Linked DNA regions of Zea mays: region 2 is linked to region 1. Evidence: chromatin contacts called from public Hi-C data. All regions are on one chromosome and are shown on one strand. The core of a region is the stretch at or near the end of the contact, and the rest is flanking DNA. Distances in the headings are between cores, read along the strand shown.

Evidence for each region. Hi-C and Micro-C count contacts between places; a contact is called where the count stands out from the background.
Region 2: a contact with region 1 is called in a Hi-C map of ear, with 1.9 times the contacts expected there. The contact joins the promoter of LOC100281359 here to the promoter of LOC100383799 in region 1. A contact is called at or near these places in 2 of 25 Hi-C or Micro-C datasets (ear and tassel).

What each region holds. Positions count from the first base shown.
Region 1 is chr4:230,491,983-230,497,738 of Zm-B73-REFERENCE-NAM-5.0, reverse strand. LOC100383799 reads left to right here and starts at 3,454. Exons shown (of 3, transcript NM_001176433.1): 1 at 3,454-3,817; 2 at 4,327-4,546; 3 at 4,806-5,570. The coding sequence starts at 4,535. The coding sequence ends at 5,306.
Region 2 is chr4:230,875,511-230,881,266 of Zm-B73-REFERENCE-NAM-5.0, reverse strand. It overlaps LOC100281359 (vacuolar protein sorting 29), which reads left to right and starts at 2,492. Exons shown (of 3, transcript NM_001154277.3): 1 at 2,492-2,941. The coding sequence starts at 2,810.

The DNA.
Region 1 (5,756 bases), core at 2,205-4,704:
CTCTGCTTCTTTATATTTTAGTCACTACAAAAATAATGACAGTGAATCAATAATCAATAAAATAAAAATCAACATCAGGGGCCGAGGGGCGCGATGTTCCTGCGCAGTGCGCACCTGTACGCGGTAGGCCATGGGCGTTGCAGCTTGCAGGATGTCATTGCAACTTTCAACTTGCAAGATAGATGTTGTTGGCCCTTGGCCGTTGCAGACTAAGCAGAGCAAGATGCTAATTGCCAAGTCACCAAGATGCCAGCAGCAGCGGTGCAGCCTTCGCGGGACGCCGCACGCTGGTCCGGTGTGGGAGGATGGGAGGAGTGGGAGCGTCAGCCGTCAGGCGTCAGCGGAGTAGCGGACAGCGGCTCAGCGCATGGGGCCTGAGCGCCTGGCGTGTTCCTACCGCTGGCTCGCCGTTGCCGGCTAGGCCGCCAGACGCGGAGTCATAGAGACACCAATCGCCAGCCGCCAGGAATTGAGTCTGGGAAGCCGAACGATCGAGAATTTGGAACGCCAGGAACTGCCATCCCGCGTCGGGCCAACAGGATGGTCGGGTGGGGTCCCCGGTGGGCCTGGCTTAGGGTGTGCTAGGGCCCACCCGGACCCCCCTGTGGGTCCGCCCCTATATATGAGTGTTCATGTGATGGTGAACGATACCCATGTAATGGTGTATGTTTATTTATTTGGTGTATGTTTTCTTTTGTTTGTACGATATGTGAATCGATATTAGAAGCTAATTGTGTGGTAGACGATCCAAACACGTTCGAAGACGACCCGTAGGACACGTTTGAGCAAGGCAAGTGGTTCTCCCTCTGCATTTCTATCTGTACCCAAGTAATGCATATAATAATGTTTACTTTCGGATATTTGCATAATTTGATGGGATTTGCCTAAATAGGATTTCCTAGAAATACCAACCCTATTCCTTGACTACGCTGGGATAAATATTATGCTTGGCAATTTGTGCTACCGCTCAACTTGATAATTATGGTGTCACTCTTTAATGATACTAATATTCCAAAAATGAAGTTTTTATTATGATATTAACTCGATGGTTAAACAAGATCATTCGTATTAAATGGAACATGAAGTGACCACCTAGGATAACAGTGCAACCACGAGTGCTATAATGGCTCTGACTTTGATAATTAGCTCTATAGACTTAGTGCTTAGTAACCCTACCTGAAAGATGGGCAAGAGGGGGCGGCAGTGGTTTGGTGGCAGCTCATTTTAACATGGGGTGGTAGTCTTGGCTAAGTTACCTCGTCCAGAGGGCCATCAATACTGACGTGAAAACCTTAGCGGATGGCTTTGTACTAAGGATATTTTGTGAAAGCTCATAATGGATCCCTAGCCATTCACCTCGTACTGTTTACGGGTCCGTACAATCCAGGCTAGATGGGATACATGACTTGTGGGTAAAGTTGTACCACCTCTGCAGAGTGTAAAGATGGAAAATAAATCAGTCGTGCTCACAGTTAAGAGCAACCTGAACCCTCACATGATAATTAAACTTAAAGATGGAAAATAAATCATGATCCGATGATTTTTAAATGGTTTGCTTAAGTGATTTCACTTAAGTATTTTTGATATAATCATATGCTTATGTTTAATTGGGATATTTTGGGATACACTTACAATTAGTAAGTCAGACGTTGTTAATAAAATATTGATCAACTAAAATGCTTACCTCTTATCCATAGCATACCTTATTAAACTTGCATTACTCCTCCCACTTGCTGAGCCCCGACCATAAGTGAGCGCACCTCTTGCTAATATTTTGATCAGAGGGTGATGAAGAAGACTTTGCAGACGATGTTGACGAGTACTAAGTCTAACGATGTGTCAGTCATCTTCATGTGAAAGAGCGTCCGTGTTTTATCCGCTGTACTTTGATGATGATATTATTTAAGACACTTATGTCTAAATGATGTAATAAAGTTACTCTACTTTATTTATAACTTATTATATTATATTTTGATATATTAGACTTGCGACATTAACATATATATGAAAAATAGATTCTCATATGTATATATATATATTATGTATTCGGTTTTGACCATAAAATCGAGTGTGACAAAAACTCGAGAGAATACTGAAAGCACTTTGAGCCGCGCTTTCCTCGCCACTCTTCCCTCCAACGGGAGGTGCACTATGGTCATCCCAATCCAAGAAGGAATGGAGGATACACTTGCGTGGCATGGAGATCCTAAAGGAAATTTCTCTGTTAAATCAGCATATGCCTTGGCAAGTAGGAGACGTGACCATCACAATAATGCAGATGCATACTCCTCAATTAGCGGGCGAGGGGAGAACGTTTGGAAGTCAATATGGAATGTAAATGTGACTAACAAAATAAAAATGTTCTTATGGAGGTTAGCCCACAATAGCCACCCTGTCAGAGTAAACATAGCAAGAAGAGGTATAAAAATTGAAACTCTGTGCCCCATGTGTTTCCGTCTTGATGAAGATGGTGGCCATCTCTTTTTTAAATGCAAAAAAGTGAAGCAGGTCTGGAGGTGTTTATGTCTGGAGGACACAAGAATACTCCTGGCAAGCAAAGCGTCGGCTTTGGAGGTCATTGAATCCATCCTAACTCTCCGAGAAGAAACCAAGATTAAGGTCGTGCTGTTGTTATGGTGCTGGTGGTCAGCTCGCAATAAGGCAATCCAAGGGGAAAGGTGTGGATCTACTGAAGAGGTGTGCAATACTGTTGCCTACCATTTGATGAATATGGAGAAACTTCAGATAGGAAAATCTGCTAGAGCCCCACCTATGAACCTAAAATGGCAGCCTCCCCCAGCAGGCTTTTACAAAATAAATTGCGATGGCTCATATCTGGCGAAATCAGGTTTGGGCGGCTGGGGATGTATTATCAGGGGCCACGATGGCAGTTTCTTGGCTGCGGGGGCGGGCACTTTGACTGGCATATCCTCTACCCTTCATGCTGAGAGCGTCGCCTGTATGAAAGGTTTGGAGCTGGCTGTTTTCCTTGGAATGCAAAATGTGATGATTGAAACCGATGCTGCGATCCTGAAGACGGCGTTGACCTCACAAGAATATGACCTCTCTGCTTTAGGCGTAGTATTCAAGGAAATAAGGAGTAGGATGTTTTCTGAGTTTGCTTGTTGTATTGTGTCTAAATGTCAAAGAACCTGTAATTTAGTTGCTGACTGTTTAACTGCTCATGGAGCAAATTCAGGTGACGTTGACTCTAGTTTATGGCTAGATCATGCACCGGACTTCATTTGTAATATTGTCTCCGGCGATGTGCCTAGAGCTGCTTAATAGCCATGGAATGCGTTTCCATTTCAAAAAAAAAAGGGAGGTGGACTATTTCACCGCCGCAACCAACAAAACATATCGAAAGCTCGCCACCCACCCGCCTCGGTGGTGCCGCCATAACATATGCCCGTCGCTCCCCCTCCCCTTCGTTTCTCTTTCCCTCCGCTTCCGCTCCCGTCCTTCCTCCCCTCACCGGGACCCCCAGACAGCGCGCGCCGGCGCAATGCGGTGGGACGCGTCGGAAGCAGAGGTAGCCCTTGAGCGGATCTGGGAACTCCATGACCGCCTCAGCGACGCCATCCTCGCCGCCTCCCGCGCGCACCTCTTCCTGCTCGCTCCCCAGCCTCCTCCCGTGCCGTCCGCGCCACCCGTCAAAGGGGCCCACCGAGTCAGCGGCGGTAGGAACGGCTGCGTCTTCGTCAAGGGCGGAGGAGAGGCGCTGGCCGCCGCCGCGGAGTCCGTGTCCGAGGTCAGGAGCCTGCACGCCATCCGCTCTGCGCTCGAGGACGTCGAGGACCACCTCGAGTTTTTACACGTGAGGCTCCTGGTTCCCTTCCACCCCTCTGCTCCCCTATGGATAGAGCATCCCAGTCCCAGCTCTTCTAGGGTTCCGCGCGGTTGGCACTTGGCAGTGTGAGTTAATTCTGGTTAGGACCACCGCTTCTGGGCTGCTGCTGTGACGAATGGGGACTGCTTTTTGGAGCCCCGGTCGCGCGTTGTTCTCGTGATTGCCGGTCGTTGCGTTGAAGCCATTGAGCATGAGAAATTAGCGAGTCCTCATCACCAATATTGCCCGTGCCTCTGCTTGTTTTGTGGCTAATGGATTGTTCATTCTCGAACTGAATTGGATGACCGTATCCATGGTAATCCATGGTAATCCATAATGGCCACTTGTGTTTTATTGGGATACAATGCTTGTATGGTATTCTAATGGTAGAAACTAAGTTGCTGTTGAATATCTATTCTACTAGGTGGGCTTTTAATGTTTTGCCATGATTCTGAATTTACGTTTGTTATTGGAATTGTTATTTACTTAGAGTTCAGGTCATTTGGCTCACAAGTGGTTGGCCTTGAATGGTTGAGGTGCAAATATCTCGCTCACTGGAGCCACATGGCCTTCATTGCCCTCGGGTGCTTGCTCTCTTATGTTTCATGTCCTCTCGATGCCAGTTGGGGCCGAATACTTTATAAGTTGATTGTTACTTCGTGCAAAGCGCCAATATAGGAGCACCATTACTATGTAAAAACTTCCATGTCCTGTGCTGTAAGTACTTAGATCACTTACTTATTAAATTTATTCTGTTTTACTATTTTAGCAAAATGAGTTCTCAGATTTTTAAGGGGAAAAATCACTACCACAAAGTTGCCCAATGGCAAGGGTTAGTGGATTTAATAGACATTTACATGCATATCCATTATCAACACTTTCAAGTGCTGGGGCCTTTAGTTAACTTAGTTTTACTTGTTCCTGTTGAATCTTTTTGTGAGATCTATTTCTCACTAGTGTTAATTTTGCTTTACAGACTGTTCAATCACGACATCAGGCAGAGCGAGATTCTGCAATTGCTAGACTGGAGCAAAGCCGTCTAGTCCTTGCTACGAGGTTAGCAGAACATCAAGGGAAGAAGCATAGAATCATCGATGAGGTCTTGGCATTTGTTGGTGAAGTGAGTGACAAGAGTCAATTTATCTCATTTGAAGATGTTTGTGCTACCCATAGCCGATCAGAGGATGATGCAGAGGACAACAGGGGCAACGGTTCAAGGATTATGTCAAACATGTTATCTAGCAGTTTGTCTTTAGCCAAGAATTCATTTCGACTGGACAAGATTGGTGGTGCTCTCGGTAACGCTGCAATGTTTGCAGTAAGTGTGCTTGCTTTCTTCCAGCTGCATCAAATTACATTTGGAAGTAAAACTCCAGCCATGGAATACAGGAAGAGAATCGAGTACAGTATTCAACCAAGGAGCTCACAATCGAATGGGAAAGGAAAACTTCTGGAGGTTTACCTAGCAAGAGGCTGAAGAATTATTAGATCATTCTGTTTGGCTGTACAGAGTTTTAACCAAAGTTCGTTTTTGTCGGTTTTATTAGGGCGCTGATCATTCTTTACAATGGACTGGACCCTGTTCCAGGCAATTAGGGAACTTACTGTCTGATTCTTATAAATAGAGTTTGAAGGGAATTGCGTATTCTATCTCAAATTGTGAATGGCTTTGTGCTTAGAGATGGTCAGATGGATTGTTTGTAAACCATGTTCAAGCTAACTTGAACTGCCGTTATGCACTACTTTCTTGCCAGTTTTGATCATATTCATTCTACGAAAGACAACTTCTTGCTGTGCTCTTGGGGAAATGTGTTCAAGTTTCGTTGCTTGTGTGTGGCAAGTTTCAGGTTTGTTGTGGGGCTACAGTGTGAGCACATGCAATTCTTGCTTTTAATTGTGAGTACTGACGTTATTTGCTTTCTTCTGC
Region 2 (5,756 bases), core at 1,243-3,742, 380 kb before region 1:
ACTATTTGGGTAGTTTATGTTATTGCTCTATATGGTTTTGAGTTTAATATTACATTATATTCATGTTCCAATTATACTGTTATTTTATTTTTGTTCATGTCAAGATCATTATTTTTAATTGGAACATGGAGCTTAACTTGAGAAACGCGTACCACCACAAGGGTGGAATGGGATGCCCTTGGCTGACTAACTAGGAAAGCTAGTGGAGGACTACCTTACCCGAAAGCGGCAAGGGCAGTAGGGGAGTAAGCGTGTAGGGAGGTTCTCGGGTTAATTTTGCTGCGATGGCGGTCAGACGAGTGATTCCTACATTGCTCTTCCTAGAAACTGTAGCGGGTTTTTGGAAGCTAGTGGAACTTTGTAAAGGCCTCGCAATGGATCCCTAGCCATTCACCTTGGAAGTGTCTAAGGGCCTTGCGAACCCTGGCGACATGGGATACACGACTTGTGGGTACAGGGTACAACCTCTACAGAGTGTAAAACTGGTATACTAGACATGCTCGCGGTCATGAACAGCTCAGGACTCTCGCATGATTAAATTATGGAACTAAATTCAATTTATCATTTGCATTGCATGAGCTTTATTATTAATTTTGTTCTATTATTATTCTAGTTTGGTATTTACTTACATTTAGTAACTGCTAATAAAATTTGACCAACTTATTAAAAGCAATGCTCAGCTTTAACCCCTATTATTGATCAGCCTTACACTTCACATGAACTCCCACTTTTGGTGAGTTCATGCACATTATTTCCCACAACTTGTTGAGCGATGAACATATGTGAGCTCACCCTTGCTATCTCACCCCCACAAGTCAAGAACAGGTACCACAGGATGAGGCGCATGGAGGATGCTGCGATGTGTTCGTGAGAGGTCTAGGCCGTCGTCTCCTAGTCAACTTTGGGTTGATGGATCGTTGTCTCCTTACCATGTATTTATTTATTTATTTTGTACAGAACTCCTATTATATAGTAAAGTTATTACATTCGTTTCTGTACCATGATTTATCATATGTGTGAGACTTGGTCCCAGCGCACCTGGTGATTATGTTCGCGCCCGGGTCCCTAAAACCCGAGTGTGACAGAGGGCGTGCGGAGATGGCCGGAAAACGCGTGAACGTGGACGCATCCACGATGGGGGCGTGGGTGGGAGGTTAGGGACGAGGTCTGACGGGTGGGTCCGCAGGGCAGAGAGAGAGGATGAGCGCGTGCGAGGGGATCAGCACCGACAGGCCGACCCCACAGAGCAGAGAGAGAGAGAGAGAAGGGGTGCGTGGGCTGGCGCCGATAGGCCGGGTCCGTCTGTCCGACTTGGGCTGAAATGGTTTTTTCTATTTTTCAGGGAATTTCTAATGTTTTTCTATTTATGTTCTCTAGGGTTTTGAATTCAAATTCAAACTAAATCAAACATGTGCAACAATTTAAAAAATATTTGGAGCTCACCACGATGCAACATTTCATGACTCATATTGTTTTGACAAAATAAAATAATCAACCCCTCACTAATTAAGCTAATTCTACTAAAAAGAAAAAGAGAGAGAAACTAGAGAGAGAGGAGTAACACCTGAATTTGGTAGGTAATTAGAAAGAAATTTTATACCCCCAAATTTAGGGTGTTACAACCTCTGCGGACAAGGCAAAATGCGCAGTTATTTGAAAGGAATATTCGAACCAAGGTTCGATCTACCACGGCCACGGCCCGCCGGCGGCGGCGGCACGCGCGCGTGTGGTCGTTTTTCATTCTTTTCCCAACTTCTTAATAGATGCACCAATTGGTGCACCTATTTAAGTTGATTGATTGATCTCTTGAACTTACAATATGATACTAAATTATTAGTATACCATATCATTAAAGTGGACCACTAGCATTGACTATTATTGAATATTAATTGGGCCAAGCCAACATTAATCCAATATAAACAATGATAATTAGGTAATATTTTGAATAATATGGATGGCATAAATCTTGAAAATATAGGATACATGGAGATTATGTATTGAACTTGAGAAATCTATAGACAGAGTTTCTGAATTGAACTAGGTAAATCTGTAAACGGGAATACTGAATTATACTCCCTCTCTTTAGAAAATTAACAAATTCTTACAATACTTGATGTATGTATTATATATATGTGTATAGATTTATTATCATTCATTTGAATATAGACATAAAAACCAAGATCTAAAACGAATACTATTTTAGACGGAGAGAGTATAGATTTGTAAGAATCTATTTAGCTGATGTATCCTTTCAGTTAGGATTCAATTTTTTTTTAATAGGAGGATTCAAATTTTTTGATAGTACATCTAGATTCTAGACCGTCGATCTTTCAAACGTTGAAAAGAGGAAGAAGAGCTTGACGTTTTGCTTAGCTTAACGCTAGCCCAACGAACTTGGCGAAACCGATGGAGCCTCAAACGGGCCGTATCCGTCGTGCACAGCATGCTAAAGCCCAGTGCTGACGACGACGAACAACACTCATCCGGCCCGGTCATGAGCCCAATGCGGGGCCACTTCGTCGTTTTTGACAAGTAGACCCACAGTGGCCCCACGTGCTTGCCCCTCCCTTTCTCTTCTCCCCTTGTGTCGCGCTCGCGCATCTGAAGCAAGGGGGGGAAGGGCCAAGGGGGATCGGTCTTGTTCTCGGAGAGGGTTGAGCTGCTTGACGGTTTTGACTCGGATCATGGTGTGCAGCTCTATCAGATAGAGAGCTGACGTGAGGTGTGAGACGCGGATCGTGGAGTACTACTCAGTAGGAGATCAAGAGGAAGGAGGTGGGGAGGGGGAAGAAGGCGATAGCCGGGGAGGATGGTGCTTGTGCTTGCGCTGGGGGATCTGCACATCCCGCACCGGGCGCCCGACCTCCCCGCCAAATTCAAGTCCATGCTCGTGCCCGGCAAGATCCAACACATCATCTGCACTGGCAATCTCTGCATCAAGGTAACCTTACCTTCCGCGCCTGGCCGGCCGGCCGGGTAACCGGCGTCCCTCGGCGATCGATTTTACAATCCTTTCCTCTCGCCTCATGTGTCCAATTTTTGCGCTGGCTAGGTCGTACTGCCGCGGATAGTTGCATCACGTGAGAAATCGTTATGGTTCTTAGGTCGTGCTGGGATCAGCCGCATCGCTGTATTAGTCTACTGCAGTTGTTTGTTTGGTTCGGTCGGGCAACGTGTGTGTGTGTGTGTGTGGTTATTTTGGACTCTAGGATGGCAATAGCACCGAGCTGGTTTCTATAAGACTATTTTTTTTCGAATGCGTATTTTTTTATATAAGAGAAAAATGATCCAGTACATCAAACATCACCCCACGTAGGATCATAGAGAGGGATGTGGGATCTGAAACAGAACTTATATATAACTCAACAAAGAGACCAGACCCAAATTTCTACTTCTACCCAACCTAGCCTAGACCAGCAACCTTCCAAGGTCCAGGACCAGCAGCCCTTTGGCCCCAGCTACCTGCCATAGGACAACCTCATTCTTGACCTCCTGTACAACAGTTTGGATGGAAGGAGCGGATCCGTCAAAGACACAACCATTACGATGTTTCCATAGGATCCAAGCACCAAGAATGATCAAGGAATTAAGACCTTTCTTATGCTGTTTGTGGACTTTTTTCAAAGATTTGCGCCACGCCGCCACCATTCTGCAAAAGATTTGGTCCTACTGCTAGGCACCAAATTTGACCAATCTAGTGGCTGCAGAATACTAAACCAGAATTGTCTAGCAAAAACACATGATGTTAAAATATGTTGGACAGTCTCATTTTCCTGATCGCACAAAGGACATTGCTCGGGGTGAGGAAGCCCTCTTTTTTCCAAGCGGTCAGCAGTCCAACAACGATTTCTGGTGGCCAACCATATGGATATTTTTGCATTTCCCTAGAGCCCAAGGTTTCCAAAGCCTCTTCCAAGGTTCAAAAGGTATGCAACCGACAAAGAAAGCTCTGTAGGCTGACCTGGTGGATGGCTGACCTGTGGCATCGAACTTCCATGCATGCAGGTCATCATATTGGCTTAGAGTAACCTCAGCCAATGTATCCCAGAGCTGTAGAAATTCTGTGAGGCCAATCAAACCAAGTACTCCATGAATATCAGTAACCCAGGCTTGGTTCTGCAGGGCTTGGGCCACCATCCTTAGCTTCCTTGTTCTTCTAGGGACCTTTCTAACTACCTCAGGTGCTAGTTCTTCCAATGAGCAGCCATGCAACCAGCGGTCTGTCCAGAAAAGGGTGTTTGCTCCATTACCAATGGTGGTGACAACATAAACAGCGAATCAGACTTCATATTGTGGTTTTCGGTTTTGTCGAGGCAAATTGATGATCGATGGACCCCAATGCCGATGCTTTGTAAAAAAAAATCAGTGTATTAGGATCACTACTTTGCCCGTTCAGTACATCAATGGCACATGTTACTGCTTATAATTGTAGAACTCTTTCCTGTTCTTGTTAAATTGTGAAGGGAAAATTCTCAGTCGGCAACATGCTCGCCATGTCCACATGAGGCCTCGGGGCTGTTTTCTTCTAAATCCTGTTACAATGTCTTATTCTTCTACTCTACTGTTTTTGAGCCATGGAAGAGATTGTGGAAGACTTGGGCCCCTCCAAAATGCAAGTTTTTCCTTTGGCTGGCGATAAGGAACAAGTGTTGGACAACTGACAGGTTGGAGAAGAGGGGGATGCCACACCCAGATGTATGCCCCATGTGTGACCAAGCCCAAGAGACAATTCAGCATCTCCTTACCGCTTGCATTTTTGCCCGTCAATTTTGGCACAAAATTCTTGCTGTTTTTAGCTTGGGGCATCTCACTCCTGCAGCTAACGAGGAGTCTTTTGCAGACTGGTGGAGAAAGGTGAGCCTCAGGGTTATCAAGACTAGGAAAAGGAGGTTTAACTCTTTGATCATCCTGGGAGCTTGATGCCTATGGCTTTAGAGAAACATAGCGGTTTTTCATGGGGAGTCTCCATCCTTATCTAGAATTTTTAGATGTTTCTTAGATGAGTGTGTTAGCGGGGCAATAGCAGGAGCTAAGGAGTTTGAGAGCCTAGTCTTAGTTGCAGCTCTTGGCGAGGTCGGGTCAAGTTACGGTACCAGTTTGTAATTTCCTTCGGGTTTTTTGTAGGGTCCTTAGGAGACTTGCTCAGCAAGATCTCCTTTTTTGTATGGTTTTTTCTTCCTCTCTAATATATAAGATGCGCAGTTCTCAAACGCGTTCGATAAAAAGCATGCTCGCCATGCCTATGTTTACTAGGTATTATGCGAGTGTAATAAGTTGTGAAGTAACCCTAATAAGTAGTACCATCCGGACAGTAGCTTGTCAAGTATGTGGGCAAGTTGTTCTTAATCACACAATCTTCAGTTCTCTCTGATCTTCACAATTCACATCTCCAAGGAAGCAAAATTATCATTTCCTGATAGCTAACTTGCATGTTGATATGGACAGTTGCATAGAATAGTACTTCATGCCACATATGTTTCTACCTGTTCATTTTTAAGTTCTTGTCATAATATAAGCATGCCAGTTGATATGTTTCTGTTTGGCGTAGTTTAATCTTCTCAAATAATCTAGTTTATTAGATGTTTGCTCATAAGTCATAAGCCATCAGCCATAACCTAAGTCTCCAGATCCTCTCGCAGTCTCGCTTAGCATATTTGGGATCTCTAGTACAAAGTGGACCTAGGGTTAAGCCCAAGAAGCTATCATCTATTTGACGTTTTGTCTTGGAATATTATAGAAGGTGAAGGTGAATCAAG